Linked DNA regions of Mus musculus: region 2 is linked to region 1. A link is a contact called in public HiChIP or PLAC-seq data. All regions are on one chromosome and are shown on one strand. Each heading gives the region's core, a stretch centred on a gene start, on an enhancer-like site or on the middle of the called end of the contact. The rest is flanking DNA. Distances are from core to core; before and after follow the strand shown.

Region 1 (4,432 bases), core at 759-3,258:
ATACAGAACTTGGTTATATTAGCAGTGCAGGTACTACCTGGGGTCTTGGAATATATCCGTGAATATTGGGATACTACTTAACCCAGGGTCAAAGGCCAAAGCCTATGCTGCAGAGAAGAAAGTCAGCTGAGCCGGAAGCAGTGCTGACCAAGAAAATGGTGTCCATTCAGAACTGGCCCCTGGCTGCCCTGGCAAGTCCTCATTAAATCACCCAGCCTCTCAGCAGCCAACCCCACCCACCATTCTCCCTTGGGCTTTTACTCCTAAGAAAGTGAGTAACTGAAGACAGACCCGCATGCACAAAAGTGTTTGCTGTACAGTTATCCTAGCAAGGAGAAAGCAGACACGTGTGGGCACAGATAAATGCTTTTGTGGACAGCTGCTGATGGAGTGTCGGAACCTTTCATTACAAAGAACTCACTGACATGGGGAAAAAAATCTTTACAGAGCGAAGTAGAAAAAAAAAAGCAGCCTGCAAAATGCTGGGTACTCATGCGATTACAAGTCTCTCAAACATGCAAAGAACACAAGAGCAGACCATAACGCACCATGGTGGCACCACTCATGGAGCTGGAGCACTGGAGCGGGAGGACAAGGGCTGATGTTTTTCTTTTATTAAACATACCTGACAGTGAACATGCTAACAAGGTCTAGAACTGGCAATTGCAGAGTCTCTATAGAATTGGCTGTACACCCTGTGTCAGTGGACAAAAGGATATGAATGACCCCCACATACCTCCAGGAAGGCCATGGCCACATCATCTTCTTGGAGGAGATCGCCATACATGGCCGCCCACTGCAGGACCAAGCGGATGACCCGCCTCTTGTTGTTGAGGGCATAATCCATTCTCTCCTGCTCGGTACCTTGAGAAGGCTGTGCGTGGTAAGTGCCAAGGAGTCAAGGAAACCACAGAGCTACTTCCCACCCGTTTCGCTTGTGCTACGTGCAAGGCAGAGAATGACAGATCCCAGCTTTGGACTTATGCCATCTCCCACGTTGGTCCTCAAGGAAACTTCCCATCACAGTGTCTGAAGCACACACGCACACACTGTTGGTGACTCCTGATAGCTGACTGAAGAGTTAGACTGCAGGCTCCACAGACATGACCAGGATTCCTGCAGGGTCTAGCCTCGGTTCTCATTCTCCCTTCCTGTCCTATACCCCACCCTCCAGGACAGTAATGTGATTTCCCATTGCTTACTTCTGGGTATTTTGCCTCCTCCTGTTGGTCCCCTTAATTCTGCCCCTATCATTATGATCCTTCTTTGCATGAATTCCAATTTAACTCTTCTGAGTGGGGTACCCCATTCTGCTAGGACCATGGCTGGTGCAGTGTTTATAGAAACAAGCCAGGAGGATGTAGAGGAACTCACTCTGCATTACAGAGTCCCTAGTGAGAGCTCCAGACCCTCCTTATGCCACCTCTTCATCTCTCATCCAGAGCCACTGCCTACTTCATCATCAATTTGAGCCACGTGGCCGGCCATCTTAATTATAAGCCAGTGAGGCTTGGAGGGGATCTTTGTCCTGTGTTCTATACCATGCCTAGTGCTGTGAGCCTCGATGGCAAACTTTTTATTTATTCATCAGTAGAATTCAACACTTAACTGAGTGTCCACCACACGTCTAAAGTAAAGGGTCATACTGCCATTACCACTCCTGTGTAGACAGCACAAGTATTTTAGATCAGACACCCTTTTCCTTTTTTAGTGATTTATAGGCGCTCATATCATGGTCACCCTGTTCATAAAACAACTTAGCATTTATAGTTTATGTTATAAACTGCACAAAAGGGACTTTGGTGAAGCTCTATTTTAGCATCTGGCGACAAAAATGTTGTTTCCTTTCTAAAAGTGGGCAAACCAACACAAAAGGAACATAAAAGGCTATGATTATCTAGGGAGAGGGCACAGTTGGCTTTGAGTCCAAGACTCCCGACTCTGGCTAGCTTCATTCCCACTGAACAGCATTCCTGAGCCTTGTAGCAAATAACAAGACCAGCCTCGTCTGAGCTGACAGCCAGGCTTAAAAGGCACCATAGAAAACTGCCTCGTGGCAGTGCCGTACTTGAGAGCTAACGCAGCAAAGGGCCTTTCGGAAAGAACTATAAATAATCATGATCAAGGCAAATGACAGAAACTTAAAGCAAAGGTTTACTGCATGTAAATGGGTTGCAAAATGGCTTTCATAAATTGAGCACGAGATTCATAAAAAAAGAAAATTGCTCAACCTGTATTGCTACAATTCTCTCTGAGCTTACAATAAAAAAAAGGGAAGACAGATCACTTTATGTGAAAATTATTTCTTTTCTGATTAACCCTTTGGTCTCTTGCTTATATATATATGCATAACTCCGTTTTTCTTTCGTAAGAACTACAATACCGGGTATAAAGTTTCGTTACTGTTGCAACCGGCAAGCAGACGTTAGCACTGTCAGGGGTTGGCTCAGCAGAGGAGACTCTGAGCGTGCGTTCTTTGGTTCCCACTGTCTAGTGCTTTGATTTGGAGTGAGTCACTGCAAACTACAGACTTCTGTTTGCTCGCCCGAAGAAGAGATGAGATGAGACAGTTTCCAGCTTCTCTTTAGATATATCTATTAACACTAATGTAAGGCCGATTCAAAGAGAACTAGGTACCACAAACTAACATAACAAAAGTATACTACCTTCTCATGGTCTCTTTTGCTTAATTTGATACACCCCTGTGTTTTGTGTGGTGCTATAGTTTTCATATGGCATGCTCCCACCAAGATTCATGTTTGGGCTTTAATTCTTTAATGCAACACTGCAAGGCTATGTCTTTAAGGGACACTGATGTTTTTGATGAGAGACAATATTCGTTCTCGGGAGTGGATTGGTGCTTTCTAGAGTGGATCGTTATACAACATGTGGGTTTCTTTCTTGGCTCTTTCTTCTAACATGCCCATTAGCCCTTCTGCGTGGAGAGGGATGATGCCCCCAGCAGCCCGTGAGGAGATACCGCCCCCTCCCCTGAACTCCCAGCTCCCAGAACTATGAGCAGCTACATCTCTTTTCTTTATAAATGACCCAGGGTCTGGGTGTCGAGTACAAGGACAGGAAATAAATCCAGACACATGGAAACTGGGCTTAGCTCTATTCTAAACTTTCATTTCTGGAGTCAGCAGAATAAAGTAGGGATGGCTAAGATGGAAGCAGGGGTGTGGAGTTTGGACAGGCTTGGTAAGTATGAGGTAGGAAAAGTATGGGCTCAAAGTAGGATGGGTTTGAAGGCTCCCGATATGCCAGGCTTACGCTGAGCTCACTTTACACCAGCTATCTTGACTTTGAGCTGTGGCCATAGTATATATTCCCAAGCCTTCTCCTCAACCTAGGCTTCTCTCTATCCACTTTGATAGAAAACTGGGTGATGATGTCTATTAAAAAAACTTTCTGATGGCCTTATTCTGTGAAAATGTGCATATATTTTTGAACATGTCATACCAACTTTAAAAGAAAATCACACTGTGCCCAGACTAGCTGTACAGTCTAGAGTCTTTAAAAAGATTTCATTACACATGAAATATGCTTTACAATTACTTAAAGATGGTGACACTATACAAGGAAATGGAGGCTTCTACTGAGCTGGTGTACACAGTGGGAGCCTTGCCCTAAATTTAGAAGAATCACCTCAAGAGGAAACGAGGGAAGTGATGATTTTTTTTTTTTAAAAAGATGCATTTGTTTTTGTTTCATGTTTACAGGTGTTTTATTTGCATGTTAAGTGCATCATGTGCATGCAGTACACACAGAGGCCAGCAGAGGGCATTAGATTCCCGGGAACTCAAGTTACAAATGAACAGCCCTGTGGGTACTGTGAAATAGACTCAATTCCTCTGCAAGAACAGCAAACGCCTTTAATCACTAAGTCATCCACATCTCTAGCCTCTTGATTTGGTTCTTAAGAGGCAACTGTATTTTAAAATAGATTAGTGAACTGTTCAAGAGAACTCCAAATATTTTACAGATATGTGGGCAAAGAAATCATTCAAGCTGAGTTACTTATTTAAAAAGACACTCCATAAAATAGCTGTGCAGCGGTGGGGATAGAATGGGCCTGGATCCTTCCTGTCTCTTGGAATATTGCATTGGATAATACGCTGAAATGTAGGGAAGAGGAGACTCTGTGCTAGCTGTATGACAATGAAACAGTCTGGAACACCAAGTTGGTACCAAGGGTATATAATTCTGATCAACCACTGATCTTTACTGGGATCTCGGAAGCACACTCATGTGCGGGTTGGGCGGTATCAGCAGCATGCCTATGGCTAATCCTCAGGGTCTAAATAATGCTTGCATGTAAGCACCAAGGTTTTTCTTGACTTCTCTATTAATATTGAAATCTAGGGTTTTTTGTTTTTGTTTGTTGTTGTTGTTTGGTTTGGTTTTTGTCTTCAATAAATGACAGACTATA
Region 2 (4,432 bases), core at 773-3,272, 840 kb before region 1:
GCCCCAGGCTCGCCGCCGGATGGCTCTGATGAGCCCCAGGGCGCCGAGTGGCAGCCGGCTGCGGGCCTGCCTCCCAAGTCCTCCAGCCTGTGGTCCCCAGCAGATGTCAGTCTGGGAACAGGAAGCAAGCCTGTTTGGGGTTTCTAAAAATAAATAAATAATAACCCCAGCCACAAGAACAATCTTTTATCCCCCAAAAATTATTTTTAAAAAAATGCTTTAATGACTGCGGCATTTAACACATCAGGGGGCTGCATTGTTTTCAATTATACGTGATTCTGAAAGGGGAGTACAGATTCTGAGCCTGAATGGGGAATCGTGGGGCTGCGAGTTTTGCTGTTTTAAACATTCGCTTTGCTCCTTTAAGGAAAGAACTGTAAAATAGAAATAATGATATATTATTACAGCACTGCGGAGTAGCACTAATATTGCCGTTGAAACCTAGAATTTGAAATAAAGATGGAAATACTTATTTGTGCATACTTTTGTTCTTAGAAAAAAAACGATTTGGAACGAGGCAACAGGCATGTGTGCTGTGGGCAAGGCTGAGACTCCCTGGTCCACGAGGCCAGGTCCCTGGTAACAGGGAGCACTGAGCTCCTCAGCCAAGGGCTGACATAGGTCTGGTGTCCTAGTGGCCTGCTCAAAGCCACCAGGATGCTATCTTCTCTTTCTTGTTTTCCAGAAATGGAGAGAAGACACGGAGCGCCATGGTGGGTCATGCCAGCAGGAAAGAGATCCTAGGAAGAAGGTACACGTGGTTTGCTATGGGACCTGGATGATGGAGTTCTAGCTCCTTTGCCTTTAAACAAGAAAATGTAACCATCGGGGGCTGGGGGCATGGGGTGGATCAAGAGAGCCTACGTTCATCCAGAAGACCTGAGTTCTGTTTCCAGCACCCACGTGGGGTTACTCACATCCACCTATAACTCTAGTCACACACACACACACACACACACACACACACACACACACACACACACACACTTTAAAATAATGGAAACGTTTTTAAGACAAACAAACAAACAAACAAATAAAACCAGGGGCTAGAATGATGACTCAGTAGTTAAGAGCGCTGTCTGCTCTTCCAGAGGTCCTGAGTTCAATCCCCAGCAACCACATGGTGGCTTACAACCATCTGTAATGGGATCCGGTGCCATCTTCTGGCACGCAGGTGTACATGCAGATAGACCGCCCAGACATAAACTAAATAAATCTTTTTAAAAATTCAAATCAAATGTCATGTATACTTGTGATAAAAACGTATACTAGAAGCATGTGATCAGAATTTCTTTCATACTGTGTAGCGAGCAGGATAGGAGGAGGCTGGGTAATTTCACCATAGGTGTGAGTAGATTCTGGTGTCAGTGTTTTTCTATGCCTCGCTGGGGTGCTGAGGATGGAGCTCTGTGCCGAGGGCCGATCTGGCATGCACCAGACCCTGGTGCTATCCCAAGCACCTCAAAAATCAAAATCAAAACACACACACAAGAAACCAAACCACCAGCCTACCTGGTTTGATACATTGCATTCTTGTGTAGGGTTGTCATACTGTACTTCATAAAACTACACTTTAAAAAAAAAAAAAAAGAATAACCTCAAAATACAGAGGCCTCTGCAGCGCCGTGTGGATGGGGCTTTAGGCGCCCACCGCGGGGGGGGGGGGGGAGGGGGGGGAGGGGAATGGACTAGATGAAACAGTAGCAACTCCCTCAGTACCTGCTAGGGTCGGGCCTGGTTCCCAGCCTGGCTTTCTCTTCCCCTTTTGGGAAGAAGGCTGGGAGAAGGTTAAGGCCCAGCATTTCCCTCTAGTTATCAATTATCGTTTGCTCCTCTATCAATATAACATAACCACGTTCCAACACCAACTGCTTTCTAAATCAGACTTCACGGCTTACCACATCGGGAGCACATGGCCTTTGGAAAGTTTCTTTAAAGCCCCATACCCATTTCCTTACCATGGCCCTGCCCACTGGCCAAGCTCTTTTTCCAAGGAGGTCTAGCCACCTGCTGGATGCTTAAAGTACTAATACATTTGTCCCGGAGTGTCTCTGCCACAGCACACTCTCTTCTCTCAACAACACAGGCCACCAAACTCACGTGGCTGCCGACAGCGCAACTCCACAGCCTCCCGTGAAACCTTCCGTGAAGTCCTCACTGCATAAAATCCCAGCACTTCCCTTTTAGCACTGACCAAATGGATTCTCTCTCCCAGTTGATGGCTGGAGTGCCCTGGAGTGACTTGGCTCCTCCGTGTATGCTTCCCCCAGCACACACAGCAAAAGTGTTTGATGAGTGGATGAATCCAAAGTATGGGAAGTGACCTAAGAGAAAGTATATACTTGGGACACTACCACAGCCATGCAGGGTGGGCTCCGTCACTCCTCCTTTAGTAAATGACAAAACCGAGGGTCAGGGAAGTTTTGTAACCTCCCCAAAGTTGCACAACCAGGAAGCAACAGTGTAAGACTTGGAGTCCAGGTCTGTCCTTTCACGTGCTTGCTTTAGCAGAGCATCCTTTCTCCTGTGTCTGCTTCAGCTAAACATTCCTTCTCGAGTCTGCCTTAGTCTTTCACCTGTGTCCACTTCAGGAAAACACTCCTTCTCGTGTTTGTCCAGCAAAACACCTTCCCATCGATATTCCAAAGAACCCCTTAAAGTTTCCACTTCACTACATAGCTGGTGATGTATATTTTCTAGTGCTGTTATACCTGGAGGTACATAATGCCAGCCTGTTCCATGGTGAGTGGTGTGGTCCATGATCCTGAGGCGGTGGAATTTACACCTTTTGTGTCCTTCTTCCTTCAGTGTGAGTTGGACTTGTTCCAGAGAGTAGAATAACTCAAATGTACAGAATATTGTGTGTAGCTGCTCTACAGCAGACATTCTGCAGCTGATTAACAGATAATGAAAACGTGGTACACATAAACAAAGGAGTTTTATTTGGTTGTAAATAAAAATAAAATCTGCAATAAAATGGGTGGAACTTGGACATTTTATACCGAGTAAGGGATAAAAATGATGATAAAGATAAACCATTATGTGTTCTCTCTTCTTTGAAGATCCTTGCTTCAGAGTTTTAGACCTGTGTGTTTGATTGGAGTGTCTGTAGAGTTGAGGAAGCTAGAAAGGGACCCCTGGGGTGGGAGGAGGAGGAGGCCTTGAGGGAAAATGCATAGTGTGAAATGAAATATGCCATGCCATATAAAACTAGAGAGGGGCACACTAGGTTAACTGAAACAAGGATCAATGAGAAAACGCCATTTGGAGACCTACTATTTTGAAGATAATTTAAAATGTAAAAGTAAATTAAAATCAGAAGAAGAAGAAGAAGAAGAAGAAGAAGAAGAAGAAGAAGAAGAAGAAGAAGAAGAAGAGGTGGTGGTGGAGGAGGAGGAGGAGGAGGAGGAGGAAGAAGAAGAAGAAGAAGAAGAAGAAGAAGAAGAAGAAGAAGAAGAAGAAGAAGAAGAAGAAGAAGAAGAAGAAGAAGAAGAAGAAGAAGAAGAAGAGGAAGAAGAAAGCAACAAGACAATTTTGAAAACAGAGATTCTGCATGGGTACAGGATACAGGATGTTGCTCCCAGAAGCTATTGACAACTAAATGAAAATCCTAGTGTTAGCTGTAGAATCCTTATTGATTGGGAGGCTTTAGAGACCCCCCAAAACAGCACAAGCAGGGGCCATTGCCACTGTTTTGACTTGCTCGCCATGATTAGATGATAAGAACTTTTTGCAAAACAAGCATGGTTGCAGGGCATAAAAGAAATTTAAACTAGAGCTGAGCTGGAAGGCTCCTCCTGGCTGGCTAAGCAGTTCGAGTTGCTAGTGCACAGTGGGCACATCCTAGCTGGCAAGGTCATGCTGCAGCCCTCCAGGGTCACACTGGGTTAGACTTTCTCCCCCCAGCAGCCTGCATGCACTTCTGGCTATGCTGCCCAGCTGGGGGGAGCTTCCTGCTCAGTTCCAGTGTGAGTGCTTTCCCGATTTTCGTTATTATTGTCTGTGTTATTATTAGTGATGCTGGGGATAGAGCCTGGATCTACAGTATGTGAGGCAAGTATTCTATCGCTAAGTGGCACCTCCGTACCAACATCACCGCTGTGTTTGATATCCTGGTTGCCCCATGACTGGTTAGTGGAGGCTCCTTCAATGTGACATCTGTAGGTGTCCTTACTTTCTGATGCACTACAGTCTGACCTGATTTTCCTTATTTTCCCTGCGCCAGAGCTGCGACCAGCCATGTCTCCCAAAGGCTTATTTTAGCAGGAGACTCTCAGAGGTTTGCTCATTGCCACCTGGATGTCTTAGCTTACAGACCCTGTAAGTGTATAGAGACAGGAGATGCATTCCAGAAAGATAAATAGATAAGTAAGAAGGTGCTTTTTTTGTAGAGAGACTTCCTCCAGTTCAAATCCAGTTTATGGTTTCTTCC

Evidence for each region. HiChIP or PLAC-seq counts read pairs in DNA pulled down with a chosen protein or histone mark.
Region 2: a contact with region 1 is called in an H3K27ac HiChIP or PLAC-seq map of acute myeloid leukemia, with 3 times the contacts expected there. The contact joins two enhancer-like sites. A contact is called at or near these places in 2 of 39 promoter capture datasets (cranial neural crest and stem cell-derived epiblast-like cells), 1 of 15 datasets of contacts at CTCF or cohesin (large pre-B cells), 3 of 484 Hi-C or Micro-C datasets (the N1E-115 cell line, embryonic stem cells and nephron progenitors), 2 of 115 datasets of contacts at active chromatin or transcription factors (acute myeloid leukemia and embryonic basal ganglia) and 1 of 9 other capture datasets (embryonic stem cells).

The regions. Positions count from the first base shown.
Region 1 is chr2:72,219,472-72,223,903 of GRCm38.p6, reverse strand. It overlaps Rapgef4 (Rap guanine nucleotide exchange factor (GEF) 4), which reads right to left. Exons shown (of 31, transcript NM_001204165.1): 18 at 737-887. Among named protein-coding and RNA genes, the nearest start is that of Map3k20, 64 kb to the left of the region's middle. Within about 2 kb of position 2,008, at least 13 of the 459 cell types and tissues checked have an H3K27ac peak or open chromatin away from gene starts, as enhancers often do. A contact at or near this core is called in acute myeloid leukemia, where this site is marked.
Region 2 is chr2:73,062,036-73,066,467 of GRCm38.p6, reverse strand. No RefSeq gene overlaps it. Among named protein-coding and RNA genes, the nearest start is that of Gm39850, 55 kb to the right of the region's middle. Within about 2 kb of position 2,022, at least 14 of the 459 cell types and tissues checked have an H3K27ac peak or open chromatin away from gene starts, as enhancers often do. A contact at or near this core is called in acute myeloid leukemia, where this site is marked.